Linked DNA regions of Drosophila melanogaster: all the other regions are linked to region 2. Evidence: chromatin contacts called from public Hi-C data. All regions are on one chromosome and are shown on one strand. The core of a region is the stretch at or near the end of the contact, and the rest is flanking DNA. Distances in the headings are between cores, read along the strand shown. Region 1 holds the start of AOX1 (Aldehyde oxidase 1). Region 2 holds the start of Atx2 (Ataxin-2). Region 3 holds the start of AdamTS-A (ADAM metallopeptidase with thrombospondin type 1 motif A).

Region 1 (3,200 bases), core at 606-3,105, 130 kb after region 2:
GGGCCTCCAGGACGATGAACACATCCGAGGGGAACTCCGGGTGGGCATGCTTGATGGACAGATTGCCCGCCAAGGTGCCAGCCTGGGTTAATGCGAAATGGGTTGATAAACACAAGGTGCTCAAGGTGTTTTCATTGTTGGCCTGATTAGATAAGGGTCGAGGGCTTTCAAACCTCTTGGATTTGACTTACATTGCGCACTGGAACATTAGCGATCCAATCGAGGTGTTGCCACACCTGAGACAAATACTCGAAGCCCTTCGTGTTCTCCAACTGGCGACACAGCTCCATGGTTTCACTGAGACTCAGATTTCCACCGAGAGTTAGGGATGAGTTATCTGCGCTCAGCTTATGACCCTTGAGCTCCGCCAAGCCGGAAACATCGATGAATGCCTTTATGTCCGGACTACGTCTGTAGACGCCGTGGGCCGTATTTCCAGCCACCAGCATGTAGGGCAGCTTCTCTTTGACTGCTCCCTGCAGAGCGGCAAAGAGGTCACCCAGACTCACTGGCCAACTCCAGCGGCTGCCATCCGGATACAGTTGGCTGCCCTTGGGCTGCTGCTTCTTGCAGCTGCCGGAGCAGGTTTGGCCGGTCTTGGGACACTTTTTGGTGCTCAGGTCTTCAATGTCAATGCACTCAGCTGGTACCTGGATGTTGCTGTCCACGGCAAAGGATTTCATGGCGTCAAGAATGGGACGATAGCCAGTGCAGCGACAGATGTTGCCTCCAAAGGAGTTCTCCACCTCCTCCATTGTGACCTTGCCGCCCTTGGACTTCAGCAGGCCGTACATGTTCATCACGATTCCCGGCGAGCAGTAGCCGCACTGGGTGCCGTTCATCTTGGCCAGTCGCTGCTGGATGGCATGGTAGCCGACCCGCTTGTTGCCCAATCCCTCCGAAGTGGTCACCTCCAGGCCCAAGCACGTATTCAGCAGCGTGAGGCACGAGTTGACCGCCCAGGTGCGCAGCTCTCCGGTCTCCGGATGAATCCCAGTCAGGGTGCAGACGCAGACGCCGCATCCGCCCTCCTGGCACATGAACTTCGTGCCCGTTAATCCGGCATACTCTCGGATGAAAGTGTTCAGCGAGATATCCGCCGGCAGGGCAGACAGGTTGACTAGGGGGCACAAGCAAACGGAGGCATAAGTGTCTACACAATCCGGGTGTTATCTTATCGAGTAGCCTAATTCCTCACAACATGTCAAAGAACAATTGTTTGCGATATCTGCTTCTTATGAGCTAACGATTGCTGCTGAGCTATTATTTAAATATTTTAGAAGAAAATGCTTGTAATTGATATTCAGTACCTCTCAGTTTGTAGAAGTGCTCTGATGGGCTAATGAAAATAAATTAGCAAAATGAAATGGAACCCTATAAAATATTGTTACAACTGTTTTGGAAACGAGTCTAGCCATGTTTTACTCAGAAGTAATTCACCAAGCTTTTCACAAGGTCGTCGCAACTCTCATCTAACTAGCAGGTATTTAGTAGTCGAATTTCTCGACCCTGGTGTTCCAGTTCGTTGTCTCGGCAATCTTGTAGATGCCAGCCCCCATCAATCCATAGGCAATTAACTGCCCACACATGCATACACACCTTCGTGGCTGGTGCCGTTGATTGTAATTCTTCCAGCCATTATCTGTGAATTATATAAGTCCCTTGAATCACTTAAAAGCCGTCCGGGAATCGTTGTGAAATTAATTGCAGCCTTTCTCGCCTTCAATTGACGCGGGTGTTCAGAATTATTTGGATGGTTATAGTGGGTTCTGGAAACTATGTTATTTCACAATATGTGGCAATGAGTCCACTTGTCAGCCTCGTTTGATTCCACGCCGAACTGCGAGCGACTGAGGGTATGGGCCTTCCGTAGCCCCATATATATAGTGGTTCTCCGGCCCTCGAAAGAGACTCCCGCCTCTCCAAGTTCAAGTTCACCTGCTCCCCGCTCTTAACTACCATGTTCCATATACTGCGCTCACAATTCAGCATTAGATCATCGTAGCACTCTGAAACGTTATCGTCTGCCGGTTTCAAATACTCTCCCTCGGTTTTGGAACTGAAAGCTTTATCAGTAAACGGCTTGTTTCGACGTTTTTGTTTTGCTCATATTTCTAAACAAAACGGCGAGATTATGTTCGGAATAAGGGGAACTAGTCCTATAAACAGAGTGGTGCCTTATGAGCGAAAGATTTCTTCAAAACATATATGTACATATGTATACAATTCTATTAGGAATTATATAACAGGAGAACGATTCTTCAAAACTTCAAACGATTTCCACACGATTCTATATTTATTTAGTAAGATAAATTACATAATACAGATAAAGAAATCAAAAGATCGAAGCAGTACACCAAATGAAATATCGAAAAATACCCAAATCTAAGCCAGAACTTCATTTCATTACAAGGCGAATGCTTCCACCTGGCTTCCGGAGTTAAGGACGACCGTTTCCGGCGTCGTTGGTGCCCCCAAGCGAACCCACTCCCTCGGAAGACCCGCATCGTTCCTGGCCGACTGGATGGCGTGTTGCATGGCGAACAGAGCTCCGACAGCCAGACACAGAGCAGGCTCACCCGTGGCCTTGGATCGCATAAAGCCCACGGGGTTGGGACTCTTCTGGAGCAACTCGATGCGAAAGTCTATCGGGATATCCTTGGCGCCTGGTGGGTGGTAGTTCCAGGTGCGGTTTGTCAGAATCTGACCTGTCTGACGATCGTAAACCAGCTGCTCGGTGAGATAGTATCCCAAACCCATGACAAAAGCGCCCTCCACTTGACCCACATCTATATGTGGACTCAGGCTTTCCCCGGCATCCTCTAGGATGTCAACCCGGCGGATCAGATGGTTGCCCGTCAGAATGTCCAGTTCCAGTTCGGTGAGACTCAACCCGAAGATGTTGTAGTTGGGGATATCCCCCAACCGGTAAGATTCCGTGGCGATGAGAAACACGGACTGCAAAAAGGCCGCTTGGAGCACCTGCACCCAGGAGGCCCGAGGTCCGAGTCTTTCCTTCACCGGAGCCAGTCGCTTGTTTAGAGTGTCGCAGGCTTTTCTCACTGCCAATCCGATCATCTCGCTGGTCATCGAGTTGGCCGTCAGCATGGAGTTGGCTCCGTTTACAGTATTGCTGGCCTCGACTCTCACCTGGTCCAACGGAACACCCAGCACGAATGCTGCCACCTGGGCCGCCTTGG
Region 2 (3,256 bases), core at 537-3,036:
CTACCTATGTAATACGAATTTAATATTATATAATTTCTAATATGATTAGAATAAGGTTATACATATAATTGATCATATTCATAATTGTAATTATACAGCCATATTTTATAAAATCGTAATAATCAGTAGCTGCGATAAATAAGAGATACTGTGTAGCCTACAATGTCTTCCCAAGTATCTTAGTAGCGAGTTATTAAATCTCAGGCTGGGAATTTCACTAGGTGCTAACGATTCTATCAGGCGTTACAAAGACGGTCCGCCTGGCGTGTGGACCGGACAGATTTACGGCTTATGTGTATGGCGACCCTGTTGGGCTGTAAACCAGATAGCATCGTAATTAGTATTATATCTCATGATGGAGAGGAGATACAAACGACATAGGTCGGCGAAGAGTGGATTTGCGGTTGACTTTGAAATGATTAAGCGGCGGCAGCTTTCTCGGAAAAAGGAATTTCTTGACATACAAGGTCGTCGTCTGTGGCCGCCTATCTTGACATTCGGTAAACATGCGGATGTTTTCCACCTACTGGGACACAGACGATAGCTCCGGGCTATTAATAGATTCGCCTGTATTTGTGATCTAGATTTGGAGCAAATATTTGCTTAATACCGCTGCGATTGAATACAAACCATAAGCAGTTCAAATTGCGCGCCCAAACGACTGTGTGCAACACTGTTTTTGAGCAGGCGATAGCCCGGGAGCAATCGATAGGCAAACACCGTCTGGCGCTGTCAAATCGAGTGCGCAGGCGATAACCATTCGATACCGAACACTGTGGCTGCACATACGCACCCCCGTTCAGATTGAAGTTAATAAATTAGCAAAATAGTCTTTCGACGCAACAAAATTCGCCGTTTACCACTACCGCCGCCCAGTCGCTGCAGCTCGTCGTGCCGTTCCGTTGTTGCATTTCCACTATTTTTTTTCACCGATTTGCCAAATACGCCGTCGATGTGCGCTAGGGATGTGCAAAAAAGTATCGACTGCGGAAAGCAACTCGTCAAGCAACCTTGCTCGTTATCGCTACAGTACGCAGGGAAAAAATAAAATTAGCAACAAAAGCGTTTATAGCAGCCAAGTTACAGTGCTAGACGGCGCCGAAATATCACATCTTGGCTAGAACACGCCTCGCCCGCCCATCCGCGACCATCGCATCAGGATCCTCCGATCGGAAAGTTGGTAAATCCGGGGGAAAATCGGCCGAAGCAAAAAGTAGCAGCCGAAGCAAGAGAGCAGCAGCAGCAGTAGTAAGAAGCACAGCAGAAACGGGCGAAAGAGGAAACAGAAGAGAAAAGAAGCAAAAACGCCAGGTTTGAACGACTGCTGAAAAGTGTCCTGGTGGTCAATTGGTACTCGGACTGCTCCTTCTGGCCTCCCGGCAATCGGACACAAACCGACCACATCGGCGGTTGGCAATTGGCAGTTGGCAATTGGCGATCCACATCCAATCGACGTTATTATGAACAACAATAGCAAGCGGAAAACCCGACCCACTGGCGGCGGTGCCAGCGGCGGCATCTCAAGGTAAGAAGAAGCAGCTTTGACCAGCACCACCAGCACCCAGCTGCACTGGCAAAAACCAGGGGCGATAGCGCAGGGGCGTCATTTGAGCAGGGTGCTTCAGGTGAGCCGAGCACGCAGAGGTACCAGAGTCAGCAGAGTGCCATGCCACACAACAAAGGGGGGCACAAACGCACACCACTGCATTTGGGGCTGGTTTGTTTTTGCCTTTTGCTTTTTGCCTTTGCTTTTTGCCGTCGCAGTTTGCAGTTCGCCGTTGCCCTGACAAATTGAAAACCCGCGACAACCGAAAGCGCCACAAAGAGCTCTTTTCTCTCCCGGTCCGGTTGACTAAAAAAAAATTAAAAGGTGAAAGCGCGTCTCGTGTCGTCTTTTTTCACATTATTATTTTTTTTCTTAATCTCGTGAATGCTACCTACTACTGCATCATCTCATGGAAAACCATTCTTAAGCTTTTTTTTTGTTGGTTTTTTGGAATGCAAATGGCGCTTATATAATAGGCCATCGCGAGCCCTGTGTGTCTGTGTGTGCGAGTGAGTGCAAGCATGTGTGTGTGTGTTTGTGTTTCAAGAATCGAACTTTATGCTTTGTTTACATTTCCCTTTCACAATGGCCAAATGTGTGTAGAGAACATAATTTGTTTAAAGGTTTCCGTTTTGTCGCACCAACGAGTCGCATTGCCACCCCCGTGAGAGGGTGCTCCATAGCCCCCAACACCCATTCCCCACCCCTGTCCTCCTGCTGCTGCGCCCTTAAAATTTTCAATTGAAATATGACTGCAGCGCACACAGGCACAGCCACAAACGCAGCCACACAACAACATTCACATCCGCATTCGGACACAGTGCGGCGCATAAGTATCGGCACGTCCGCCAGTTTTATCAATTTATCTGTGAAAAACTGTGCAGATATGTATTTAAGAAATAGTTGAGAAACAAATCATATAAATATAAATACATATAAATACCAAAAAAAATGGTCAAAAAATCATTCATAATGCAAGTTTGCAGGCGTAAAGATAGTAGTGGTCTCTTCAATAACTCAACCCTATTTGTATAATGTAATTAGGATTGTGATTTATCACAGAATAAATAAATCAGTTATGGAAAGAACCAAATAGCAAGTGTTCCCAAAATTGCATTGTAATGGAGTAGAAATGTGTCAGTATTGTGAATCACTATGACTAAGCACTTTAAAATATTTTCACATTTTTTAAAGTAACATTCGGTGATTACTAACGAATGTTAATAAATGTGAAGACTATCGTTGAAATCATACAAATCATAGCCTGTACTGGATTGCTGAAGAGGTATCACTGTAGTGGCCACTCACTTTGGCCTTATCATACGAGTCTTCCTCGTCCAGTCATATTTATGCCGCAAACGGTTTGAAATGCGTGTTCATTATTCATTGTGTACGGCATCAACACAATACCACATCACAACCTCAAGCTTGTGGGCACAGTGGGCCTGGGATGGCGCTCAGGGCGAATCAGGCCCACTGTGCGGCCCGTGCCCGTAGTGCCCACGGTGATGCATGGCACACTCGCTCACGTATCACGTAGTGCATTATATTTTTTTTTTTTACTCTCGTCGCTCGCCTTCTTCGAATGCAATTTCTTGCATTGTCAGCATTTTGCAGCTTTGCGTTTGCTGTTTGCCGCTTGCCGTATTCAGTTTTTAGTTATACGTTTTCAGTTGCTGTGACGTGCGGCGGCTGCGCTGAGTTTCGTAT
Region 3 (3,216 bases), core at 288-2,787, 67 kb after region 2:
TGATGTGGAATCAATGCAATAAATTAACTTAAATTTGGTTTTCGCTTGGCCAGCCGATTTCGATAAAGTAGAAAAAAAAGAGAGAGAGAGACAGAGACGAATACAAACACAAATAAATGAAAAATCGTTAAAATCCCGGTCTGCGAATTCGATCAGCCCACGAAATTCGATGCGGCGGACTAGGCCTCCAAAAATATTTATACTTATGTAGAGCTCGGATTTAGGACCTACCTGTCTGCCCAGCAGCGGACCCTTGCTGATGAAGTCCTTCTTGGCCGAGTAGAGCTCCGGCGGTGGTCCTTTCAGCGAATACCGCAGGCCGGACTCCCCAAGGTCGTCCGTCGTCCCACGCAGACAGCGCTCAAGGGCACGCTCATCCTCGTCGTCATCGGAGGCGGTGGCTGAGCAGGCGGATGATACGCAAGAGGAGGAGCACGCGAAGGAGGTACGATCCCGAGCACCGGGAGATTCGCAGACAGTGGTACTATTCGTGCCAGTGCTGTGACCAGAAGTTGTGGACCGCAGTGTGGTGCTGGGATACGCGAAGGCGGGCAGGTCCGACAGCAGGCGATGGCACTCGACCTCCTGGCCGCCGGCGGGCGATTTAAGTGAACCGGCATCCGGCATGGACATGGCGATGACCAGATAAGATAGCGATCTCCAATCTCAGAAATCCGAAATCCCAAATGGCACGTGCAAAAATGCGCGCGAAAGAGCAACAAAATCCACAGTATGCGTATATACGGCTATACGTATATCTTGTAGATATATGTATCTTTACACTTATGTTGGCTCTATGGCTCTTTGGCTCTTTGGCTTTTTGCTTATTTTGTTAATTGAAATGCGACAGTCTCGTTCCGTTGCCGTGGGCACCGCACCCGCCAAAAAATGCGAAAATACGAACGAACAGAAAGGCAAAGACTACGGCTCGTGGGTATTAAAACGACTCACACTTATGGCTGCGATTAGCTAGATAAACTACTTAGTACTGGAGCCATTGTACGATCTCATGATGAATCTTTTTGCCGAATCACAGAATTTATTCGCAGTTGCGGTTGGGTTTTGGCCAATGTTAAGCTTGAACTTCACACATCGCGCCGAATGCATTCACTTTCGAGCTGCACCATTAACTTGGCCACCGTTGGCATTCTGAGTTGCTGGCTTTCTTTTCGCTTTCGGCCAGCGGCTATTTTTGCAAACTTTTCGGTGGCGAAGGTTGTCCCACAACTGAGCACCATGTCAGAGTTCACAAGAACACGCCGATCGTTTGGCATCGGCATCGCTATCGCCATCTGGCCGACATGGCTGGTCAGGATACGGAATACACTGGCGCACTGGGATGAATACGTATTCAAATTCGAATTAGAAATCGCAACTGGATTAATATTACAAATGGAACTTTAGCAATTGTCTGATACTACCGCGCGCGCGCAAATAAATGAAACGGACGAGAACGAGCCGATGGACCAGACCAATGCTGCGAACCAGAGAATTTGTATCTGTATCTGGCGATGTTTCGTTTCGGCTCGCTTGAGTTCCCGCTGCGGACTGAACACTGCTCGCCGAACAGCAGTTGGTAGCGGACGTTCCGCCGTACCGCCAAGCAATCTGAGATCGCGAACATATATCGCTCCGAAAGCTAAAAGCGGTTCTCTCGCAGCTATATGCTGTACAACATACATACATACATATGTACATATGTATGTACATACTCGTATGTAGGCACGAGTATAGGGATATGGGTTTGCTGAATGGGCTTAGGATTTCGATTCCGAAGGAGTGTTTTAGAGAGATTAGAAATACGTCAGAATCATATCAGTACGCAGAACAGCCGGCTTCTCTGCGCAGAGAGCGCTGTGGCGAAAAGAGAGCCGAGCGCGGCTTAAAAGAGCACTCGAACGCTCTCTTAAGTGCGCCTCTGCTTACTCAATATTTTTGCACATGTGAGGATTAAGTGTGTGGACATAATTATCATCGGATAAGATAAGGTGTGTTAGCATAGTAACAATCTTTGCATCTAGAGTATCTGCCTTTTCGGATGAAATAATATAAATATTAAAAAAAAAAAAAATAGGCTTATGCTGCATGCTTTATTCAGTAATAGTTTTTAAAAGTAATCAAAATTTGTAAACATGTTCACACTTGTGTGATACCAACCAATTTGAGTAAGTATGTACTTGAGTAAATAATAAAACTCTTTTTACTTATGACTTATTTTACTAGCCTATGCATTACTAATCGCACCGAGCAGTACTAAAAACTTTGAATACGAATTCTTTTGAAATAGAGGATAAGACCCTGGGCATTACCAGTGGTGCACTTCCGGAAGAAGTCATTTCGGAAGAAAAAAAGGAAGTTGATGATCACAGAGAATGGTACAATGATGACTAGCTCATCAGTATCAAAAAAAATTCTTTTTTTGACGTAAATAAACTGACACGACAGCCTTTACTCAGAAATGCGACAAATATAAAGATATATCTAAATAATCTACACAAGCTGAACAAACATATCGTAATAGTTTAGATAGGCAAGTGTAACTGATTTGTCTCAAATTGGTATCATTATAAACAATACTTTATACTTTATACTTTATATTGTCTCATTTGGGCATAGAGTGTGCGACATCTGCCGGATCCCAGCCCATCCAATGTGGGTCAAGATCAATCTACTGATCGCGTCAGTGAATAAAAATAGTAGCCATTCGCTCCATTATTTGAACGCCGAGAACTCTTCCACATAAATGTCTTCTGTGCCAAATTACCATATGTAGCAATTGACCCTATTGTATACTAAATATTTTCTTTAATCAAACGCAGCAATAAGAATTAATCAATTAAAAGACCAGAGCTCGTTTGCCAAATTAAAGTATAGTTGGAAATTAAAAATCCATTTCGCCGCCGTGGAGGTCGGCGAAAATTTAAAAATATTCCAAAATACGATGATGCATATTCATATACTACGGATGTTGCGAGAATGGTGGACTAATGAAAAACATCTCAAAAGATTCCAGGAAGAGCGTTCTCCATGCAACCATGCAATCGGCAACAAAACGCTTGTTTTGTAATCAACAACAAACAGCCGGCATCCAAATGATGCCAACATAAAACAGCAGCCATAACAGAACATCTTACAAAATAGCCCTAAAAGTCTGGAGGGGGCAAGTGAGTTCCCCAAGAAGGCTGTTTGTATTACACCGAACTAATCATCATGCCC

The links. A called contact is a pair of places that touch in the nucleus more often than the background predicts.
Region 1: a contact with region 2 is called in a Hi-C map of the Kc167 cell line, with 5 times the contacts expected there. A contact is called at or near these places in 7 of 107 Hi-C or Micro-C datasets (the Clone 8 cell line, the D17-c3 cell line, the Kc167 cell line and 3 more) and 2 of 7 datasets of targeted methods (both in the Kc167 cell line).
Region 3: a contact with region 2 is called in a Hi-C map of the Kc167 cell line, with 2.8 times the contacts expected there. A contact is called at or near these places in 10 of 107 Hi-C or Micro-C datasets (the Clone 8 cell line, the D17-c3 cell line, the Kc167 cell line and 3 more) and 3 of 7 datasets of targeted methods (all in the Kc167 cell line).

Annotation. Positions count from the first base shown.
Region 1 is chr3R:15,535,437-15,538,636 of dm6, forward strand. AOX1 (Aldehyde oxidase 1) reads right to left here and starts at 1,856. Exons shown (of 6, transcript NM_142218.2): 1 at 1,600-1,856; 2 at 192-1,120; 3 at 1-82. The coding sequence starts at 1,639. It overlaps AOX2 (Aldehyde oxidase 2), which reads right to left. Exons shown (of 6, transcript NM_169665.3): 6 at 2,277-3,200. The coding sequence ends at 2,407.
Region 2 is chr3R:15,407,665-15,410,920 of dm6, forward strand. Atx2 (Ataxin-2) reads left to right here and starts at 1,787. Exons shown (of 5, transcript NM_169658.3): 1 at 1,787-1,870.
Region 3 is chr3R:15,474,656-15,477,871 of dm6, forward strand. It overlaps AdamTS-A (ADAM metallopeptidase with thrombospondin type 1 motif A), which reads right to left and starts at 1,538. Exons shown (of 17, transcript NM_206496.2): 1 at 232-1,538. The coding sequence starts at 633.